Regions from separate parts of the Mus musculus genome. Here region 2 is linked to region 1. A link is a contact called in public promoter capture Hi-C data. All regions are on one chromosome and are shown on one strand. Each heading gives the region's core, a stretch centred on a gene start, on an enhancer-like site or on the middle of the called end of the contact. The rest is flanking DNA. Distances are from core to core; before and after follow the strand shown.

Region 1 (4,698 bases), core at 885-3,384:
GAGGCTAAGCTAACCAATTCAGCAACCCGTAAGGATGATAATTGCTTCCACCACTCAAGTGGCAATGGAAGATAATGCCCAGGAAAGGTGGCAAAAATCACTCTTGGTAAAGGTTCTCTCTCTCTGTTATTACAATGAGAACAAAGCAGAGCTCTTCAGAGGCTTAGCCTACTGACGTGTCTGTCTATTCTCTTAAAAGAACAGAACAGCTTTACAAATGGAAAGTAAAGATACCTCTGCAGCCAGGGGCCTGGTAGACGCCCTCATCAGGGTGTAGTTTGTGCTGCTGTCAGAGAGAAAACCCTCTCCTCGAAGCCACTGTAACCTCCTCCTGTCCCAAGGGGTTCACACGCATAACGAAGGCCACACCCTTGCTGAGGACACAACGGTCCATATCCGTACCCGGAGTGGGATGCCCACTTCATCTGTAGACACATCGCTCAGGTCCTGTGTGCTCCTCACCACCCGTCTGCTAGCATCCTTTGCCCTTCTCTCAGAAGCCCTGCCGGGCGAAGTGAGTTCTGCTGGGGTTGGTACTGGGTCCTGCTCACCCGCTCTTCTCTCTGAGGCAGGATCTGGAAATGACAAACAATCACAAGCTGAAACTCCAAAGCAAAATTCCTCTCCAGCAATCCAGCTAGGGAAAAGGGGTGTTTGCTAACTGCCCATTGGCACCAACCCCACGTAGGGCAAGGGTCAGCAAAGTCCAGCCCACTGCTGGCCACCTGCCTTTATAAGTAAAACTTTACTGGAACACAGCCATGGTGGTTTGTCCACACATTCTTTATGGATGTTTTTGTGTTACCATGGCTGAGCTGAGTAAGCGCGGACCACTTGGCCTGCAGAGGATCTGGTATTAGTTACCCGGCTCCTTAAGAGAAGTCTGCAGAGGTATGAACACTGCTCTGTAGACCTCTGGGAAGGTAAGGGGGCAAGTAAAACCTTGAGAAGAGGATAAAGCGTTATTACAAAGTTCCCTTTTTTGTCTTGGGACGCACTTAACTCTCTTCATTTACCTTTCCCATGCCTTGGTTCTCTCACTGAAAAATATGGGAAAGACATTTCCCTTGGCAAACTCACAGAGATGCTGTAAGCCAAAGCACTCAGACAGCTAGACATGGCTGTGTGCTCATTACAGTTTATTTAACCTGTTTTAGATAGGAACTTACAGAGAGCCAACAAACATACCAGGTGTGGTCTACAGATTACATGCCTATTATCATTATTGTCTGTTTTCCCAAACCGGACCATGCAGGTACTGAAGGGGCATTTCCTAAGGACCTGCTAGGTATGATGCCTGCCATTATGCACGTGGAGATGCAGGTGAACCCCTCGGATACTTAGGCTGACAGAGGAGTTAACTTCCCAGCTTAGCTGCAGAATTCAGGTTCTGAGCCAGCTTGTCTAAGAGGAGCCAACCAGATGAAAAGAAAGTGGAGGACGGTCCTGGCACAAGGAACCATTAACTAGGTGCCACCTTGAACTTTTCTGACTTAATCATGTGCTTGGCATTCCATTAACTCTTTGATAAGACAAGAAGACCCTATAGCTAAAAAACAAAAACAAACAAACAAACAAAAGCCCTAGAGACACCCAGGAGATGCTGCAGGAACCAGCTGAGTTGCCTTGGCAGGATGCAGGTTTGCAGCCACCAGCGCAAGAGTGACGGCAGATCTCTGTGGTAGAAGGAAGTGAGAGCAGAGCCAAGGGCTGAAGTCACACACTGAAGGATGCCAAAGGAAACAGGCAGAGAAGCAGAGAATCCGCAGCTCTGTGGGAGTCACCTGAGCAACAGGAAAGAGACAAAGGGCTCAGAGGGAGCAGTCCCAGAGGGCAACAGGGAGGTATCAGACCGCAGAGAAAGGGATATGTGTATGAAAGAGAAGCAGAGGTGAACTCCACACAGAGGAAGGAGCGGGTCAGATGGTAACTGAAGGGCAAGATGGAGGGGAAAGGGCTTAAGCCAAGACAGCCTGAGCAAGAATGAAGTGTGCCTCTCCCTCAGCAGTCCAGCAATTAGTAATTACTCCCTGACTAAGAAGAAGTGCAAAGCGCTAGACAGGGAACACACTCTGTCTGGCAGGAAGGCAGGGTCTGAGGTTCCATGCAAAGCTGTGATGATGTCAGAGACTCCCACGTGTGAGGGCGTGGCTGAGGGGCAAAGGAACAGTGAAGGCAGCAAGCTCGGGTTTTCTAACAGTCTACTCAGGAGAGCCACTCAGCCCTGACTCCAGGCAAGCCTCTTAAAGCCTTGCTCCATCTACGAGAGCAGACTGGTTCCTAAGTATCCTTGTAACGCCAGCTGACTCTAAACCCCACCTTGTTTGGTATGTAGAACTATGAGGACTACAGGCATGTTCGATGTTTCTGGGTCAAATAATTCTTAAAAAAAAAAAAAAGATTAGGGCAAGTGGTTCTAATAATTGCTAACACTCAGCCCATCAGCCCCTTTATAAAAACCTTTAAACTTTAGAAACTTAAGATCACGGGATTCTGGTATATGGAGGGCTCAGACACCAAAAAGGGGGGGGGGGGAGAATGTTATTTGATATGGTTAAAAACCTAAAGTAATACGTAACTGCTCCACATAAGCCACATAACATTGTATTGCTGTTACAACTTTATATCATACTCTGATATCTGTATCATATCTGTTTCTTTCTAGTTTTATAATGTGCTTCAAAAGGTCCCAAGTTGGGGGGTAGAGAGATGGCTCAGTGACTAACAGTACTTTCCCCTCTTGAAGAGGACACAGCATCCACGTCGTAGCTCATAACCACCTTTAACTCCAGTTCCAAGAGATTCTTTTAGTCTCCACGGGCACCAAGTGCGCACACGCGCACACACACACAATACTCATACAGTCATGCGTGCAAATGCTTATACATGCAAAGTAAAAATAAATAAGTTTAAAAGTCTTGAATCACTAAACAAAATAATGACAACCTCAAATGGGGCTCTCTCAGGAGGAGGAGCAGACTTCCTGTGTATCCAAACCTTTGTGACAGTCTAAAGCAATGCTTATATTTCCCTGGGGAAGGACAGTAGCCTTGCTACACCCTCCCTGTGCAGTCCCTGTAGTCTCTTACCAAGGGGACCACAAATCAAACAAAGCCAAACTACATGTGGGCTCCATCCCCAGATAACTCTCCAGGAGGGCTCATCTTCACTGTCTGCTTGAGAACTAAGAAACACCTAAGATGTTAGTGAAGCATACCTCTGGATATGACAGTGAGGGTATTTCCAGAGATGATTAAACTGTGGGAACTCTGCACTGTCAATGGTTAAATCCATCCGTGAACTCAAGATTTACCATTGGGAGGCTGTGGAAGATGACATCTGCTTGAAGAAGCCTATCTCTGGGGCATCATCTTATCCTGGCCCCTTCCTGCTGCTGTTTCTCACTGCTTCCTGTTTTCCACCAGGCCCTCCTTGCCCTGACAGGCTGAATCCCCTCCAACCAACTTCCCTCCTCTAAGCTGTTCTGCCAGGTACTTGGTAATAGCAATGGAAAACCGAATACTCTCTTACTGAGTGCTGAACCCACAGAAGTTTGCTCCAAGTGTACTGAGGGGAAGGAGACTGCCTGTCCTTAGGTGTCTAACCTATGCGTGAGAGGGAGATGGTCACTTTAACACAGAGCCACTAGAGAGTGACATTCTAGGAAACTTCTGGACACTAGCGATCTGTTCTCAAACTCATGGACTGCAGAGGCATTATATGAAAACCCTGCCTGCACAGCAGAGAAGCCTGGCCCTCACTGGTCCTTTCCAGTGAGGGTAGCATCCCCCTCATTCAGCCATACAAAACAGCACCTGGAGGCAGGACTAAGAATTAGCATTCCACAGGTAAGAGAAGTGAACAAATATTTATATGAGGGGAGACAAAAAACAAACTCTGGGGTTCCTAACATAAATGTCTCCTTTTCCTACCCCCACCAGTGTGTGTGTGTGTGTGTGTGTGTGAGACCACAGCCACCTGGGCTGGCCAGTGGAAAGTGGGCTGGAACCTAATGACTCAGAGAAGGGCTGTGAAGGGCACCTTGGGCTTAACCACAGCCTGTCCTGGTCCTCCAGCCAAGTCCTGATAAAGTTGAGAGGCTATGAGAACCCCATGTCCTCCCAACTCAGGCTCTGCCCAAATCACAAGAGCAGCGGTATGCTAAAGTCATGCAGAAGCCATGTAGCAGCTGCTCAGAGACTGGTGGCTTCTGTTACTCAGGGGATCAGGGGTTCTTAATGCCAGAGCTCATTGAGCCCTTGCTCCATGTGCCCTGCGTGCACACTGGCTTTGTCAGGAGAGTGAATCAACTGCCTTCATTAGATCCTCCCAAGGTGCCCACGACCAAAGAACAGCGGCAAGCCATCGTGCCACACCATTAGTTACTGACGGGCACCATGGCTCCCTTCTGCAGCCCCAGAGGCTGACTCTGCACTGGGCACAAGAGTAGAACTCAGTAATAGACCAGACTCAACGCAAGCACCTAGAGACAATGGTGCCTCACATCTACTACGCGCTTGGCACAGCACTCAGGGAACAGCCACTCATTCGCAGAATCTCCCATGAGCTACACAGACCATTGGGATCCAAAAATGTCATCCTTGTCCACCGAATCTGACCCTCTTGAGTCTCAACACGCTTTCCAGGAGGTACTGACGCCAGCTCAAGTTCAGCCGGCAGCTTCAAGCACTGTGTGGG
Region 2 (5,016 bases), core at 2,428-4,927, 280 kb after region 1:
GACATCCTCCTCTTGTATACTTGAAGTTGAACTAAGCCACTCTTCACAATAGTAAGATAAAGTAGTGGGCCTGGAGATGTTGAAAATGACTTGAGGAAGGAACTGGAAACAAGGGTGTAGCTTCCTTTCAGCTAGTGCTTACTGACTGTGTTATGATGAACAGGTTCTTTGTAGGGTTTGGTATTTAGTGATGATCAACATAGCTCTCATGGGCACATCTAGGAGAGGAATAAGATGTTAAGCAGTGATCTCATATGTACGTCTTTTCAAATTAGGTAAGTGCCACAAAGAGCAAACTGAGGGGTTGCTGCACGGGTGCAAGTGGGAGACAAATTTTAAAATTTGTCATTTTTCAAGATAGTTTCGTTATTAAATTTTAATTTTTTTCTCAGTGTTTAGATGATGTAGGGAACCCTAAATTCATCTTAAAGAATTGCTTTTGCATTTACATTTGGGTTTGAGTTTTGTTACAAGAAGCAATGGCAGTAGTTTTGTTTTGTTTAAGGATTTTATTATTTTTTTAATCTATTGTTTTTGTGGTGTTGGGGATAAAACCCAGCCCTTGCTCCTGTTAGGGAAGCAATCTGTTCTGTTTTTTAGACATGACCCTACTAGTCCCAGTTACTTCTCTCCTCTGAGTTTCTTTGTTGTTGTTGTTGTTGTTGTTTTTTTTTTTTTTAAGACAATGTTTCTCTGTGTAACAGGCCTGGCTGTTCTGAAACTCATTTTGTAGACCAAACTAGCCTCCAACTCAGAGATTAGCCTGCTTCTGCGTCCCAAGTGCTGGGATCAAAGAAGGCATGGGCTACCACACCCAGCATCCCCTCTGAGTTTCTAACTCTCTTCTCTATGTTGGTGTTTCTTCCTCCATCTTATTTTGATAATCTTGTCCTGATGGCACATTTTGACCTATTAGCCACATGTCTTTTCTAGTCTCCGTCCAGTGTGTAGTGTTAGGAGGTGGGTCTTTGGTAAAACGATGCAGTGAAGAGGACCGTTGGGATCGGCATGTACGTATGAGAGGTCGGCACATTGGCAGGAGAAATGCTGGACTTACAAACCTGCTTTGCTGTGGGATCTGGAGGCCGAGTTTCACCATCTCCATCCCTTAAGACGGAAAACCTACTGGAAGTGATTGGCAGGGGCTGGGGCTTCTGGAGTAAAGCAATGAGGAAGAAAGAGAAAAATGAAGGAGACCCTAGGTCAGAGTAGATCCTCGTGCTCAGAAAAGTCCTCTGCACATGGTCGGTGTTCAGAAGCGTCTGTTGAGTAAATGAACACTTGTACTAAACTCATCAGGGCAGGCTGCTCACAGAACCAGCAAGCACTATTCATGTTAATATACCATCCTAATTAAACTCTCCCCCCACCCAATCATTACATCATTACTTGTGGCATCCTGGGTTTCCAATTGCTAAGGATTCAGTTAAGAATATATTCTGTGTTTTCCCAAGAGGAGTGTCAGGGTGTCAGGTATAAACTAGTATGACAACAGGCAAATACATGACCAACAGACATGAAGAAAGCCAGTGCTGAGCTAAGGCTACAGGGCAGAGTCCGCTGTGTTTCTCTGCCCAGGAGTCATTTTCCAAAGGCTTTGAAACCACAGCTTCTCTCCACTAAAGCCAGAAGCATCAGTCAGCTGGGATCTGAGTTGTTGAAAGCCAGAGTCAAAACAGGCAAAATTGGACAAGGACACGCATAACCCTGTTGGTGAGAGGAAGGAAGCAAACCCATTTCTTCTTACCTTAAACTGAGACTTGTCACAGGTAGGCAGACCATGATAACTATGACAACCTCCTGGCTGTTTGAGTGGATAGCCAGAAAAGTAAACTCTGATTTATATTTAAAGTAAATACGTATTGAAATACTTACTTAAATATAAATGTTATTTGTAATCCATAAATTGTGCCTTTTACAAATTTCAGAGGGATCACAATAGCCAATGAAAGTCAGATATTAAGTAAAGGGCTAATGACCTACAGATCTTGTTGGTGGGCTGAGAAACTCCAGAAGGGAGAGTTGATTTGGCTGATAACACCTGCGGACCATCCAGGAAACTCCGGGAAACTCCTGATAAAAAAGATCAGCATACCAACCTCCATTGGTATTTACAACATTGAGGCTTCAGGGAAACAAACCTGCAGATGGAATCCTCCAACCCCAAAGTTCTCTCTCTGCCCTCTCATCACCCTGCATCATGGCCTACAGTCTCCACTTTCATGAAGAGATAGCTGCCCTTCATTGCTCTGATTAAATGACAGTCTGCTTCTGCAGAGGGAATCTGTAGCATGTCGTTTTAGAAACACTCTACTGCATTTGCTGCACTACCAGCCCCTCCCAGCTCCCTTTTTTTTCCACTTGGCTTAGCTCAGGGATGGGCTGCCACAAGCCCCAACCCAGCCTCTCTCTACCTGCCTCTGCTCAGGGGCGTCTCTACACCAACTTCCACCTGAGACCCTTGAATCTGAGGACAGAAGACACACAGACAGCTCTTTTACTTTATAACTTGCCCACTAGACACAATTGCTGGGCGCAAATATCTCCTGCCTGGAAATGCATGACCTTAGCAGTTTATTATCTCACTCTATCCTTCCCGCCCTAAACTTAATGACTGGTTCCAATTAGCCCCTGTCAAGCATGTTTGGCCACTTGCCGTAGTGGAGGCTGCAGGCCCTAACTCTCCCCGAGGCCTTACATAATTGCTGCGACCTGCTTCCTCCAAAGCATGGCAGAAAAGCCTCTCTCTGGGCTCCTTTTCCTCCTCAGACCTGGAAGTCCCACCTATACCTTGAGCCTAGCAATTGGCCCCTGACCTTCTTTATTGACAAATCAAGAACCAATTGGGAAACGGGATTTTAACCTCTGGAGCTCTCTCTACAGGGATCTTCTTTTGCTTATTTCCATGTCATCTCCGTCAATCTTAACCTAACATTAAGTACATGTACAAAGCAGTAGACATGGGGCTATGGGATGTGGGAAGTCTTTAATGAAGATAGAAGAATAATTTGTGTTCAAGTCCTAGAACTTTAAAATACATTTGAGTTTTATGTATGAAAATATTACTTATGAAACACTTGTGAGAAGCTAATTATCATCTTAGAATTGGACGCTGGGAGATCTGAAAGATTTATGGTTTGAATGAGACCTTGAAGGATGAGTTGGAGTAACCCCACAGGCAAAGTGGAGAATCCACAAGTCTGTAAACGGAGTCTCAAAAGTCAGAAAATTGTACTATGTCTTTCTGTCCCCCAATTACCTCCTGCTCTGCTGCCCTAGTATAGAGAGAAGTAGGGAGCCTTAATTTGGCATTGTCTCCATGTCACCCCTGGTTGATCTCTGCAAAGGTGGAGGCCTTAGCAGTAACAAGGGAGCTTCCTGCTGTAGCCAACCTGATGCTATTGTCTTTACGAGCTGGGTGTGTGAACCCCATCTCAGAGGTCATCAGGGTGACACCAGGGGCCTCGTGTTCTTCAGAACTTTCTGTTACCTCCTCAGACCAGGGATGGTGAGAAGACAGAGACTTATGCCCTTTGAGATCCTGTCTGTTTGGAAAGACCAATCCTCAGGACCCTAGGGCTTGTGAGTGTGGTAAAATTAAGGCACTGGCTTTCCTGCCTCTCAGAACATTAAGTTTTCTGGCAATGTTCCCATATAACTCAGCCTGTCTGGGGAAGCCCAAGCCTTTTCCTTCCTTTTTTTTTTTTTTTTTTTCTTCAAGGCTTAGCCCAGCAATCTCCTTCCTGCTCTCCCCCAGTGCAAGTTTCTGACATCTCCCCAGAGACACTCATTTGGAAACTTTTTGAGCCAGTGAAGAATCAACTTAGAGATCTTTCCTTCCCCTGACCAAAGGGAATATTGTGTGTCATGGAATGGAAAGATTTGAATAGTACTATCACATTGAGGGTAACGGGCGGCTTGCCGGTTGTGGCTCACATCTGAAGTTTGCTTTGGTTTGCTGAATGTGGACACAGTGGGTTCTGTTTGAACAAGAAATCACGTGTAACAGACGCTTTTGCAAAAACGGTGGTCACTTAGCAGTTACTTCAACAAAAAAATGTGCTTCAGCGAGGGGCTTCAGCATAAAAGCTGCATTTGAGCTTTTATGCAATGTTGAATTTAATGCACTTGTAAGTAAACTTTTAATTTTAGGATAATTTTTAATTTATGGAAAGTCAGCATGGCACAGAGAGTTCTCACATACTGCATGTTGTGTTTCCCCTGGTGTTAGCATCTTACATTAGGATAGCATGTCTGTCAATTACTAGTATTGATGTTTGTTTGTTTGTTTGTTTGAGAAAGGGTTTCTCTGCTTTGCCCTGGACATCCTGGAACTCGCTCTATACACCACACTGGCCTTGAGCTCAAAGATCCACTGCCTCTGCCTCTTAAGTGTTGGGATTAAATATTTGTGTTACTGTGCTCACCTATAACTGATTTTTAGTGTGTGTGTGTGTGTGTATGCATCTTTGTGTATGTGTGGAGGTCGGAGGACAACTTGTAGGAGTCAGTTTTCTCCTTCTACCATGTGGATCTCAGGGCTCAAACGCAGGTCGTCAGACTTGACAGGAAGCACTTTCTTACTCTCACTGGCCCTGATAGCATTATCAGCTAAAGTCCGACTCTGTTGTGTGATTTGAACATGGAATATCCTTCGTAGACTCACTGGCTGAACGCTATACCTGGCCCCAGGTCCCTTTTACCTCTCTGCTCCTTCTCACGCTGTGCCTCACACCTCCACTTTGTTAGTGTTCAGAATCAATGGTGGTCCATGGACTGAAAACTCAGGATCCCTGAACCTCTTCTCCTTAGATTGTTTCTCTGAGCTCTTTAATCACACAGATAAGAAAAAACCCAACACAAGATTTTTATTCATATTCCTTTAGCTTTTTTTTTTTTTTTTTTTGGTCTAGGTGTCACATATTTTTAATTCCCAAATATTTTTATTTCCATATTCCCCATAGCTGCCAAGAGTTCTCAGGCTTTATTTTTGATGACTTTGACAGTCTGAAATAA

Evidence for each region. Capture Hi-C pulls out chosen DNA fragments and counts their contacts.
Region 2: a promoter capture Hi-C map of adipose tissue shows a contact between it and region 1. The contact joins two enhancer-like sites. A contact is called at or near these places in 1 of 484 Hi-C or Micro-C datasets (nephron progenitors), 1 of 115 datasets of contacts at active chromatin or transcription factors (large pre-B cells) and 1 of 9 other capture datasets (adipose tissue).

What each region holds. Positions count from the first base shown.
Region 1 is chr19:40,364,592-40,369,289 of GRCm38.p6, forward strand. It overlaps Sorbs1 (sorbin and SH3 domain containing 1), which reads right to left. Exons shown (of 29, transcript NM_178362.1): 10 at 403-575. Among named protein-coding and RNA genes, the nearest start is that of A930028N01Rik, 70 kb to the left of the region's middle. Within about 2 kb of position 2,135, at least 224 of the 459 cell types and tissues checked have an H3K27ac peak or open chromatin away from gene starts, as enhancers often do. A contact at or near this core is called in adipose tissue, where this site is marked.
Region 2 is chr19:40,643,979-40,648,994 of GRCm38.p6, forward strand. It overlaps a transcript of Entpd1 not described here. Among named protein-coding and RNA genes, the nearest start is that of Entpd1, 13 kb to the right of the region's middle. Within about 2 kb of position 3,678, at least 43 of the 459 cell types and tissues checked have an H3K27ac peak or open chromatin away from gene starts, as enhancers often do. A contact at or near this core is called in adipose tissue, where this site is marked.